Linked DNA regions of Drosophila melanogaster: all the other regions are linked to region 3. A link is a contact called in public Hi-C data. All regions are on one chromosome and are shown on one strand. The core of a region is the stretch at or near the end of the contact, and the rest is flanking DNA. Distances in the headings are between cores, read along the strand shown.

Region 1 (3,427 bases), core at 254-2,753, 1.6 Mb before region 3:
CTCGTGGTGGCCGCACCCGTGGATAAATGCGAGGGTCGCTTGAAGGGGAAGGTGGGTATCTCTCGCTGATAGCTGAAGCTTCCGTTGCCAGGCGCCTCAGGCAGCAGACCGGGCGTGGGATACCAGAAGCGATAGGTGAAGTACCAGGTGAGTATGGCAATAATGCCGCTGATCACCTTCTCGATCATGCGGTGATAGTACAGCATGGTGCCCACCAACATGATGTCCCACAGCAGCTGCAGGGCCGCCATGCCGATGAATAGGGTGCGAATGATCGGCGTCAGGCGTTTGTACAAGAACTGCAGGCTGCGCATTTGCTCCTCGTTCAGCGTTCTCAGCGGATTCGTGCCCGAGTTCTCGGCTGTGCTGCGATTGTGTCGCTCGTTGCGGATGTGCTCCTTGATGGTCTCCCAGCGGATGATGGGACGCGCCTCCTCGATCAGCACCAGGCTGGAGTGGATCAGGATGAAGGCGTGTCCGGATATATCAAAGCCCTTCCACAGATGACCAGCCTTCAAACAGCTCGATTTGGTCGCATAACCTGGAAGCGCACACGCGATAGTTATTATTAAATTCATTACACGATGCTTGTATACCCACCCTTTGTGGTGCAGCGTCCGTAGGAGTTCTCCACGACGTTAAACAGCTTGGTCCAGAAGAACCAGAAGAAGGTGGCTATGACGATGCGCGGGAAATGGTGTCGCAGCATCCGTTTGTGGTCGCCACACGTAATCGTATAGGCCGAGAGCACCAGGAAGGGCACCACGAAGAGCAGCGTCCAGCCCCAGCCGATCTTCACGAAGTACTGGTTGAACAGGTTGTCCGATCGGGCGAAGTACGTCTTGGGGAAGGGCACAAAGTCCCCGATTACGGAGATCACAAACAGACTGCCCAGATACAAGGCTACTTTGAGGTCCGTATTGAAGAATATGGTCTTCTTGCACAAATGGATGACGCCCATGACCAGGATCTCGCGGATGCTAGTGGGTGCGGCCGTGGGCCTCGTTCCGCGCGCTTCCGACCTGGTGATGTCAGGTCCTCCGGGCCTGAAATTCATGTTGGAACCGGAGGAGGAGGGACTTCCCGCAGTACCGCCCAAATTTGGACGCAGCGGACGTCGCTTGGTGGCCATAGCTGGAGCTGTTGCTCGGGTCCAAAGTGTGTCACTTGAAAACTGCGTTGTTTGCTGCCGTTTTTGGTAATGCTGCGAGTGAAAAGCGAAAGTGAAAGCGAAGGAATCGTGCGTGTCAAAGTTCAACGGTTGCCAGACGCACTTACCTGTGACCAAACAGTGCCAGCGCATTCAAATCAGATCAACTGGTCAATTTGTTTGCTTTTTCGCCGGGCTTAGAGCACCCACTGCGTTGTTCTCAGTTGTAATTTTTCAATTCTTATTTTGGCCCAAATGTACGTGTTGCGCCTGTAAAAAATAGAACAGCTGCAGCTGGTGAGCACGCTTCACTGTGACTGGCAACTCTGATTGGAATTTTTATAAAGAGCGGGTTTCGTGGCGAATGGCAAGCCATGTGATCAGCTGTTCGGGCCTGAGATTTATCTCGAGCATTTTTAATTGCCGGTGCGGTTTTAATTGAACTGCGGCATGTACAACTCGGCCAAGCAGCTGCAGCGCGTGCTGACAGCGCGCGAGATTCGTAAAACCTTTTTGGATCATTTCACCGTCAATCATGGCCACAAGTTCGTTCGCTCCAGCCCGGTGGTGCCCTTTTGCGATCCCACTGTGGCTTTCGTTAACGCGGGCATGAATCAGGTGAGGTAACAGGCCCATTAAAAGCTATTGTTCGCTTGTTTATACGATGGCCTTCGCTGTAGTTCAAGTCGGTGTTCCTGGGCACAGCAGCGGCGCCACACAAGCGGGTTGTCAACTCCCAGAAGTGCGTCCGCGTTGGGGGAAAGCACAATGATCTCTCCGTGGTGGGCACGGATGGCTATCATCACACGTTCTTTGAGATGCTGGGCAACTGGTCCTTTGGGGATTACTTCAAGGTGGGTGCGTTCAGCTTACCCTCTATCACTTCTTTCTCACGAGACCTTTGGGTTTTCAGCGGGAGGCGTGTGCAATGGCCCTGGAGCTGCTCCGTGGTCCCTACAACATTGATCCAGGTCGTCTATACGTCACATACTTTGCTGGCGACAAGGTGCTGGGCATTCCAGCCGATCTGGAGTGTTTCGAGATCTGGAGGAGCCTGGGGTAAAGCTTGTTACATAACGAGAAGTTGGTTTCTTAAGTACTCGTGCTTTGCAGCTTTCCCGCCTCGCGAATACTGCCCTTTGGCTGCGCCGACAATTTTTGGGAAATGGGCGCTACAGGGCCGTGTGGTCCCTGCACCGAAATCCACATAGATCATCGCCCGGATTTGGGCAGCGTGGAGCAGCGAGCCAAGTTGGTGAACGCAGGTCGTTCCGATCTCACAGAGCTTTGGAATCTTGTCTTTATACAGTACAATCGGTGAGGATTTGCCTTCAAGTGGATTGTGTTCCTAGCCTAAGGTTCTTTATGCATTGATAGTCATGCCGATGGCAGCATCTCTCAATTGCCCGCTCATCATGTGGACACCGGCATGGGTTTTGAGCGGCTAACGGCTGTGCTTCAGAATAAGTCTTCTAACTATGATACGGACTTGTTCACGCCGATATTTGATGGCATCCAGCAGGCGGCCAAGACTCCGGTTTACAGTGGCAGCTTTCCGGATGGTGGAAATGCAGCAGTACTCGACACCAGCTATAGGATACTAGCCGATCATGCACGCATGGTGACCGCCTGTTTGGCCGACGGCATGCTTCCAGATCAAAAGTAAGCTTGTACTCATGCCCTGCAAATTTCGCATATAATCCAATATCTATTTCAGTCAGAAATTGCGTCGCGTGCTGCGCAAAGCTCTCAACATTTCGGAGCATGTGTTTGCCCACGACAAATTGCTGACCCAGCTAGTTCCTATTGTGGTGGAGACACTTGGTGAAGCCTATCCAGAGATGGCGGCTAAGCAGCAGGCTGTTATCGACTTGATCTGCCACGAGCAGGAGGTCTACAAGAATCTAAGAGAGAGTTCTTCCAAAGCGTTTGCAGAGGTGCTTATGGAGTTTCCCAATCTGGATGACATCGATCTGATGGAGTGCCCGGGATTCGTGCCCGCCTATCGAGAGTTGCAGATGCAGCGCTGCAAGTTTTCCAATAACACAATACCAGGGGACTTCCTTTACAAGCTGACCGATACCTACGGCCTGACCGAGGAGAGTTTCCTCAAGCTGGCTGAATTGGAGAACATGAACTGTGATTTGGAGCGCTACAGGGCGGAGGTCAGTCTGGCGAAGCTCAAAGCCAAGGGCAACCAAAGGGAGACTGCTGGAGGATCACTCTGCGATCTGGCCACGGAGCAGCGTATTGCTGAAGCTCAGGCGATGCTAACGA
Region 2 (3,530 bases), core at 104-2,603, 1.7 Mb after region 3:
GGAAGGTGAAGAAGCAGATCATTGGCGGCGGAGTCGCGTGCATTAAAGAAAATTGAGTGGAGGTGGAGGTGGAAGTGGCCGTCGCATGGGAAAAGAGGTCAGTAAGTGAATGTTTACAGTTAGCTTTTTGGGCAGATCAGAGAGAGCCAGGTCCAAAACAAAACCAAACAAAACAAAACAAAACATAATGCCGAGCCGATCTCAGCTCGACGGAAAAAGCCAAACTGCATATGACAGGCGTGACTCGGCTTTAAGCGCCAGTGCCCAGAACTAATACCCCAAACACGACGAGCTGCAGATCCCATAGAAATGAGGGGGACAAACCGCAGGAAAAGACCGCCAAAAAAAAAAAAAATAAATAAGAAACTGAAAACAGAAGAGCAAAATTTAATTAAAAGAAAGCCAGGCTGGCGCGGAGACGTAAAAACCTTTTGGCAGCCGTGCAGTTTCTTTTTTGGCCAAATATTTGACGGCGCTCGCCTGCGGTTGCCAATAAAAATGGAAAGTGAAAATTGCGGCTGCAGTGGCAGTGCATATTAAAAAATAGAAAGATAGAAACAGCCGTTTGTGTGCGAAAAGATGGCCATAATAAACGATAGAAGGCCAAAGCCACGCACCAGTTCTGCGGGTTTTCTTTCCATCTAATCACTGTTTTTTTTTTTTTCCCGATCGCCAACCAAAACCAGTGCGAGTATTATATAAATAATGCCCGGCATGCTGGATCGGCCGATAAACGGCGGAAATTATATGGCAAGGGGAGAGTTCGCGCCTCTGCAGGAAAAATACGTACATACAAAGTATATCCTCAAAAGGAAAGAAATACTTTGTATGGCGCATCAATTTCCAACACAAGTCGCATTTAAGGCGATAGTTGATCGATCATCTAAGACTTAAAATTAAGTTGATGTATATGATACAAGAAATAGTGCCTTCCTATGTATTGTACTATATTTAATTTATAAAACGTGAGATTCCACATATTTTCATGAAAGGTTTCCTACAAAAAGTAGATTAAAAGCATTTCCTATATATATTTAACACAATTTCATTAAACAAGCAGCAACTTCCATTGTGTAATAACAATTTAAAATACTTCCTTTCGAGGAGGAAAACTGTGAAAAAGAAAATCGTTACCAATAGATTATATTCTGTAAGTCTATTATTTCTAAACATATTCCCAAAATGAATATTCAAATTATTTTAAAAATTAGTTTATTTAATTTAATAAATTTGTAACGAATTTTTTCAAAAGCTCGCCATTTTGTAACGGCATTTTACATGGGTCAACGATGACGTCACAGCGAAATGCAACCCTTCGATCAGTGTGACCAGCCGTGCGAGCTCGTTTGGTATTTACTGGCGTTGCGGCCGCGGTCATACCGAGATTTCATTGAAAAAGTCGAAAATATTGTGTGGGTTTAAAAAACGCAAACGTCGCCGAAACGCGTAGCCCCAAATGCACACGCCAGGTGCAAGGATAAAGCCGTGAGGATCGGGCACCCAATCGGATAGATCGCGTTTGGTTAGCTTGTGGGGGAAAATCGTACTTAAGTCACCACTACTACTACACACGGGCACCACCAGCAACACCAACAACAACAACAACGAGAACAGCACCAGCAACAACAACAACAGCAGCAAGAAGGAGAAGAGCTGAGAAGAGGAAGCAGAGGCAGCGCAGTCGGCAGCGCAGCGGCAGAGAGAAAAGATGGCGACGAGAGGCAGTGGAACCCGTGTGCAATCGCAGCCAAAGATTTTCCCATCGCTGCTTTCCAAGCTGCACGGCGCTATCTCGGAAGCCTGCGTCTCGCAGCGTCTGTCCACCGACAAGAAGACGCTGGAGAAGACCTGGAAGTTGATGGACAAGGTGGTCAAACTGTGCCAGCAGCCGAAGATGAATCTTAAGAATAGTCCACCGTTTATTTTGGACATCCTGCCGGATACGTACCAGCGCCTGAGATTGATCTACTCAAAGAACGAGGACCAGATGCACCTGCTCCATGCCAACGAGCACTTCAACGTGTTCATCAACAACCTGATGCGAAAGTGCAAGCAGGCCATCAAGTTGTTCAAGGAGGGCAAGGAGAAGATGTTCGACGAGAACTCCCACTACCGCCGCAATCTCACCAAGCTCAGCCTGGTCTTCTCCCACATGCTCAGCGAACTGAAGGCCATATTCCCCAACGGTGTCTTTGCCGGGGATCAATTTCGGATCACCAAAGCGGATGCGGCTGACTTTTGGAAGAGCAACTTCGGTAACAGGTGAGTGGCGCCTATTGGAAACCTATTGGACAGTGAAATATCGTGACCATAACAATGCCAAGTCTAATTGGTATTATTGGTAACTAAATGAATTTAAAGTGCGGTTTCAAAACCAAGTGTTATAATTCAATTCATTCATTGTGATTTGATATGGATAATATTACTAGAATTATAACTCTGAATATCCAATTTCGTGTCTGAATCAAACCAGTTTCAACCGGTTCGGTCTTAGCGCAGCTACCCCAGGGTACAAATGTTTATGCGCATATTTTCAATTTAAAAGGACAATTCTACAAAATGGATATCACATATGTTGTTAACAAAGACCACACATTATATATTTTGAGTTTTCTTCTCGGGTTTCCAAGCTGTTCAAACATATATGATTGTGAACTCCCTTCCCAAGTAATTTATAAGAAGGTCTTTTTGTGTTACATTCGAATTCCCCTAAATAAACTTTATAACTCCGCATTCTAACAAAGAATATATTTGTGCCAAAGCAAAATAATAGCACATACTGACATTTTTGCCTTCCTATTGCAGCACATTGGTTCCCTGGAAAATCTTCCGGCAGGAGCTTAACAAAGTACATCCCATAATCTCCGGCCTGGAGGCCATGGCCCTAAAGACCACTATCGATCTTACCTGCAACGACTTCATTTCCAACTTCGAGTTCGACGTCTTCACACGCCTCTTCCAGCCTTGGGTGACCCTGCTACGCAACTGGCAGATTCTGGCCGTCACACATCCGGGCTACGTGGCGTTTCTCACATACGACGAGGTGAAGGCTCGCCTACAGCGCTACATCCTCAAGGCGGGCAGCTACGTTTTCCGGCTCTCCTGCACGCGATTGGGCCAATGGGCCATCGGCTACGTAACTGCCGAGGGAGAGATTCTGCAGACAATCCCTCAGAACAAGTCGCTGTGCCAGGCGCTGCTCGATGGCCATCGGTGAGAGATAGTATTAGTACTAGAACCTAATGTCCTTTAGTGTATTTTAAGAGTGTATTCGTAACTGATCATTATGTTTGATTTTCAGAGAGGGCTTCTACTTGTACCCAGATGGCCAAGCGTACAATCCGGATCTGTCGTCTGCCGTTCAAAGTCCCACAGAGGACCACATAACCGTTACCCAAGAGCAATACGAACTATACTGTGAAATGGGTAAGCTATTGTCTTATCCCAATATTATTGTGTTTTTACTAACAAGTATTTATTTGGCATTATAGGCAGCACCTTTCAGCTGTGCAAAATCTGTGCGGAGAACG
Region 3 (3,585 bases), core at 722-3,221:
CGAACCCGAACTGGAGGAGGCCGATCCACCGGTGGCTTTGTCCTCCCGATATAGTCGCGTGCCGTAGAAGTACCAGTAGCCGGAATTCTTGGCGTCGTAGCCCAGAGGCTCCACGCGCAGACTATCCGCCTCTAGATTGCTGAGGATGACCTGCACATCGACGGAGTCCAGGCGAAAGTGGCACAGATCGTGCAGAATGTGCAGGCGCTTGCGCACGGGCAGCGACTGGAAGTCAATGTCCGTGTCGAAGTGGTTCTCGGTCTGGTGCAGGCGACACTGTTGGCGCAGGAAGCGACGCAAGAACATCTGATAGTTGCTGTGTGTGATTTCCTTGGCTACCGTCTGTAGCGCATCGCAGCCCTTGAGCAGGCGCACAATTAACTCGGGCACTAGGGCGACCTGATCCTCATCGCTGGTACCATCGGAGAGCAGCGCCGATTCGAGGTCCTGTGGATGCAGTGCGTTTTTTATGATTGATTCTCTTTAGAAGGTGTTTATCAGTTACTCACCTCGATGTCGATGTCGGGCAGATCAAAGGCAGAACTAAACAATGAACAGAAATGCGAAATACACGGTATCTCCCACCATGATTGAATGTCTGCGAAGAGAAAAACAATGTGATTTAGCAAATTTTTCGGTAACTTGCGACTCTTGTTGTATATATTTCCACTATTATATTGGTTTTGTTAAGTAGGAACTGATTTGGTAAATTTATTGCTCACCTAATAATCCAATGAAAGTAGAAACCATTTATGTATGCTTGCTTATTGGAAACGTTGCTCCTCTGCGGGATTTTATAGATGTCAGTAAGAACAATTCCTGGGCCTCTTTAGTAGCTCTCTGGTGTGGAAGTCGGGCTGCGTATATAATATATATGTATATATAACGTATGTGGTCAGGCGTTAACGAATTAGGCTCAAATTACACGACCGAAAGTCAAAAGGCGGCAAAAAGAGCGAGCGCAGAATTCAGACAAAAAAAATGTGTGCAACATGTGTGTGTGTGTTGGGACACTTGGCGGCGATATATACACAAACATCTGGCTTTATCACTTATCAAACATTCCGATGCACGCAAGGGTCTGGGCAGCGCAGGGGATGGGGATGGGAGTGGGAAGGGTCGAGTGGGTGGACGGTAGGTCAAAAGAAAGTACGCGCGCTTATTTTCACGAAGAGAAAATCAAAACAGACAGCCGACAAGCGGCCAAGGCGTGCGTCAAAGCGGGACGGCACCAGTACATTGAGCCAATAGCCGAACCGCTCACTTTTTCACGTTTGCATGCCGTCCCGCTCCCGCGAATGGGCACTACTATTTTGACTACACTGCACTCGATTATTTTGCAATTATAATGTGCAATTTACACGGCTTTTGGGCAGTTGGTTTTTTTCCGCTTTTCACCGCAAATTGCACGCGATGAAAGGTTATGGTGCGCAGATTTAGTTGGCGTACATAGCAGTTTATTTAACTTCCAATTTTGTGGAGCATGCGCGCGGCGGCTGACGACCGACGGCTTTTCTCCGCCTCCGTTTTTTGCCTGCTGGGCAGTGTGTATTTATTTTTATTAATACACGTATATATATTTTTCAGTTACGTGTGAAAATGTCATTTAACTTTAGAGACGCCCATTTCCCAGTCATCTTTTCTTTCTGCTTTTTCCCCCTCAATTTCTTTTTCCACACACACGCACGCACACACTCGGATGCCAGGGCACACACACACATAGTTGTACGCAGAGGGGCTCCATCTGCCATAAAATATTATTAATTATTTCACAACAATAGCAGCACGCACTAAACAGTTCGCTGCGATCGATTGATTGAACGGCATGCCTACCCGTTTCGATCCCGTTAATCTGGCTATCTGCGCAGACAATACGCGATTCGCGTTTTTTTGCGCTCCTGGTTAATTTTATTTTTCTTCAGCGAGCAGCAAACGCGGCGAAGAAATTATCGTGGCTCTCGATAACTAGTGGTGGTCTGAAATTCGTCAACACGCCAGCCATCGATGGTTCACTAGAGATGCGGCACTCGGGGCAAAGTGGCTCTAAACGATAGTTAATATATTTGTTTTGGATTTAAATTGGTAAATCGACTTTATTTCTTCAAAACGGTTCACCTTTCATATTTTTCATATTAAATAGTTTTCAATTGTGTATTTTAGTTTTAAATTTAAAGTATTTAAGTTTGTAAAACATATATTCAATGAAACTTTAAAATCAGATTAATACATTTTTATTTTAAATATGCTTGCTTTTCCACATAAACACAATTCTGCAGATAAGAAAAGTATTTTAAGATAATTTAATTTTAATAAAAAAATAATTTAATAATTTAATAATCTGCTTGCCAATACATGTATTATGTTTTGTTTTGTTTACTATAGAAGTTTGTAAGCATTAATGCGCAATTTACAACATTCCCCGATTCTATCGATAGATCGATTTCCTTCTTCCGGTCGCTTTTCGCTTGCCATTCGCCTCTCCGCTACCCCTCCTTCAACAGTCTTTTTTTCTTGCCTTCCCACCCCTCCTTTGCGAGAGCAGCTGTGAGTCTAACCTAACTTTTCCGCCGTTAACTACATGGCGGCGTGCTAGTGTGTGTTGTTGCTTCACACGCACAAGTGCGGGTGTGTGCGTGCCAGTCACCATGTAGGTCGTCATGTATGTTCTAAAGTAACTACATGGCATAAATCGCGGGTTGGGGGGCTATCAATTAAAGATTAACCAAAATTATGCAAAACCATCCAAAGCTGCAATTCAAGTTGAGCGCGCATGCAATGTTTGCAAAAGTCTGCAAGCTAATTTATACGAATTTCGGCCGAAATTGCATTCTGTTCAACAACGTGCCTCGGGGAGTCCCACCATGTAGGTGCCATCTACATGGCGATTCTAGCCTACATGGCGAGGCATGCGAAACTGGTTTGGGCAAGGGCGACCACGAAATTTGTTGTAAAATAAAGTGGTGCTGGGAAAGCCTCCCCAAGAACAAACAAGTAACGCACTACTGTAATATAATAAAACCCTTATTTTTGTTATACATATAAATTTAGCTGTTCGAAATTAATAAGTTATTTCAAGATCATTGAAATTGCAAATTAATTCAGGAATTAAACCAAATTATTGTGAATTTATTTTTAAACAAATGACTCCATTTCAAATGACTTTCCAAAAACTATAACAACTTTCTCACTTTTCCCATTAATACTCGCTTAAAAAGTCCAAACACCAGTTTCTTGTATTTCATACATAGTAATTTAGTCTTTATTTATAGTTTTAGTTTAGTGTAGTTTTTTAGAGTCAAACGTTTAGATACATAGAATTGAATAACCGATGTAATGTAATGGCGTATTTACAGGTGGTGCCGCAGCTGTGGCAACTGGAGCAGCGCAGGCAGGTGGGGCATGTGCGCATCCGGATCGCGAGCTCGCAGGGCGAGAATCGTTTGGTGCTACGGCTCTATCTTCCGGATCTTCAGTCCACCGCTGGGCCCACGCGGCCCCAAATGAGCGACTCCGGACGAAACGCCCGTCGTCGTTGCGGCCGCCGTGCTCACCAGCTGGGGTATCAGTGCACCGCCATTACTGCTA

The links. A called contact is a pair of places that touch in the nucleus more often than the background predicts.
Region 1: a contact with region 3 is called in a Hi-C map of the Kc167 cell line, with 2.6 times the contacts expected there. A contact is called at or near these places in 12 of 107 Hi-C or Micro-C datasets (the D17-c3 cell line, the Kc167 cell line, the S2 cell line and 5 more).
Region 2: a Hi-C map of the S2 cell line shows a contact between it and region 3, with 6 times the contacts expected there. A contact is called at or near these places in 11 of 107 Hi-C or Micro-C datasets (the ML-DmBG3-c2 cell line, the S2 cell line, embryo and 4 more).

What each region holds. Positions count from the first base shown.
Region 1 is chr3L:5,144,595-5,148,021 of dm6, forward strand. It overlaps AlaRS-m (Alanyl-tRNA synthetase, mitochondrial), which reads left to right and starts at 1,504. Exons shown (of 10, transcript NM_079208.3): 1 at 1,504-1,768; 2 at 1,831-2,004; 3 at 2,064-2,209; 4 at 2,264-2,467; 5 at 2,528-2,812; 6 at 2,868-3,427. The coding sequence starts at 1,601. It overlaps Fitm (Fat storage inducing transmembrane protein), which reads right to left and starts at 1,469. Exons shown (of 2, transcript NM_168110.3): 1 at 601-1,469; 2 at 1-541. The coding sequence starts at 1,303.
Region 2 is chr3L:8,423,601-8,427,130 of dm6, forward strand. Cbl (Cbl proto-oncogene) reads left to right here and starts at 1,354. Exons shown (of 6, transcript NM_139967.2): 1 at 1,354-2,262; 2 at 2,806-3,213; 3 at 3,302-3,426; 4 at 3,492-3,530. The coding sequence starts at 1,709.
Region 3 is chr3L:6,741,193-6,744,777 of dm6, forward strand. It overlaps dikar (dikar,), which reads right to left and starts at 1,972. Exons shown (of 10, transcript NM_001274552.1): 1 at 1,834-1,972; 2 at 723-857; 3 at 510-598; 4 at 1-447. The coding sequence starts at 750. velo (veloren) reads right to left here. Exons shown (of 9, transcript NM_206286.2): 9 at 3,234-3,585. The coding sequence ends at 3,447.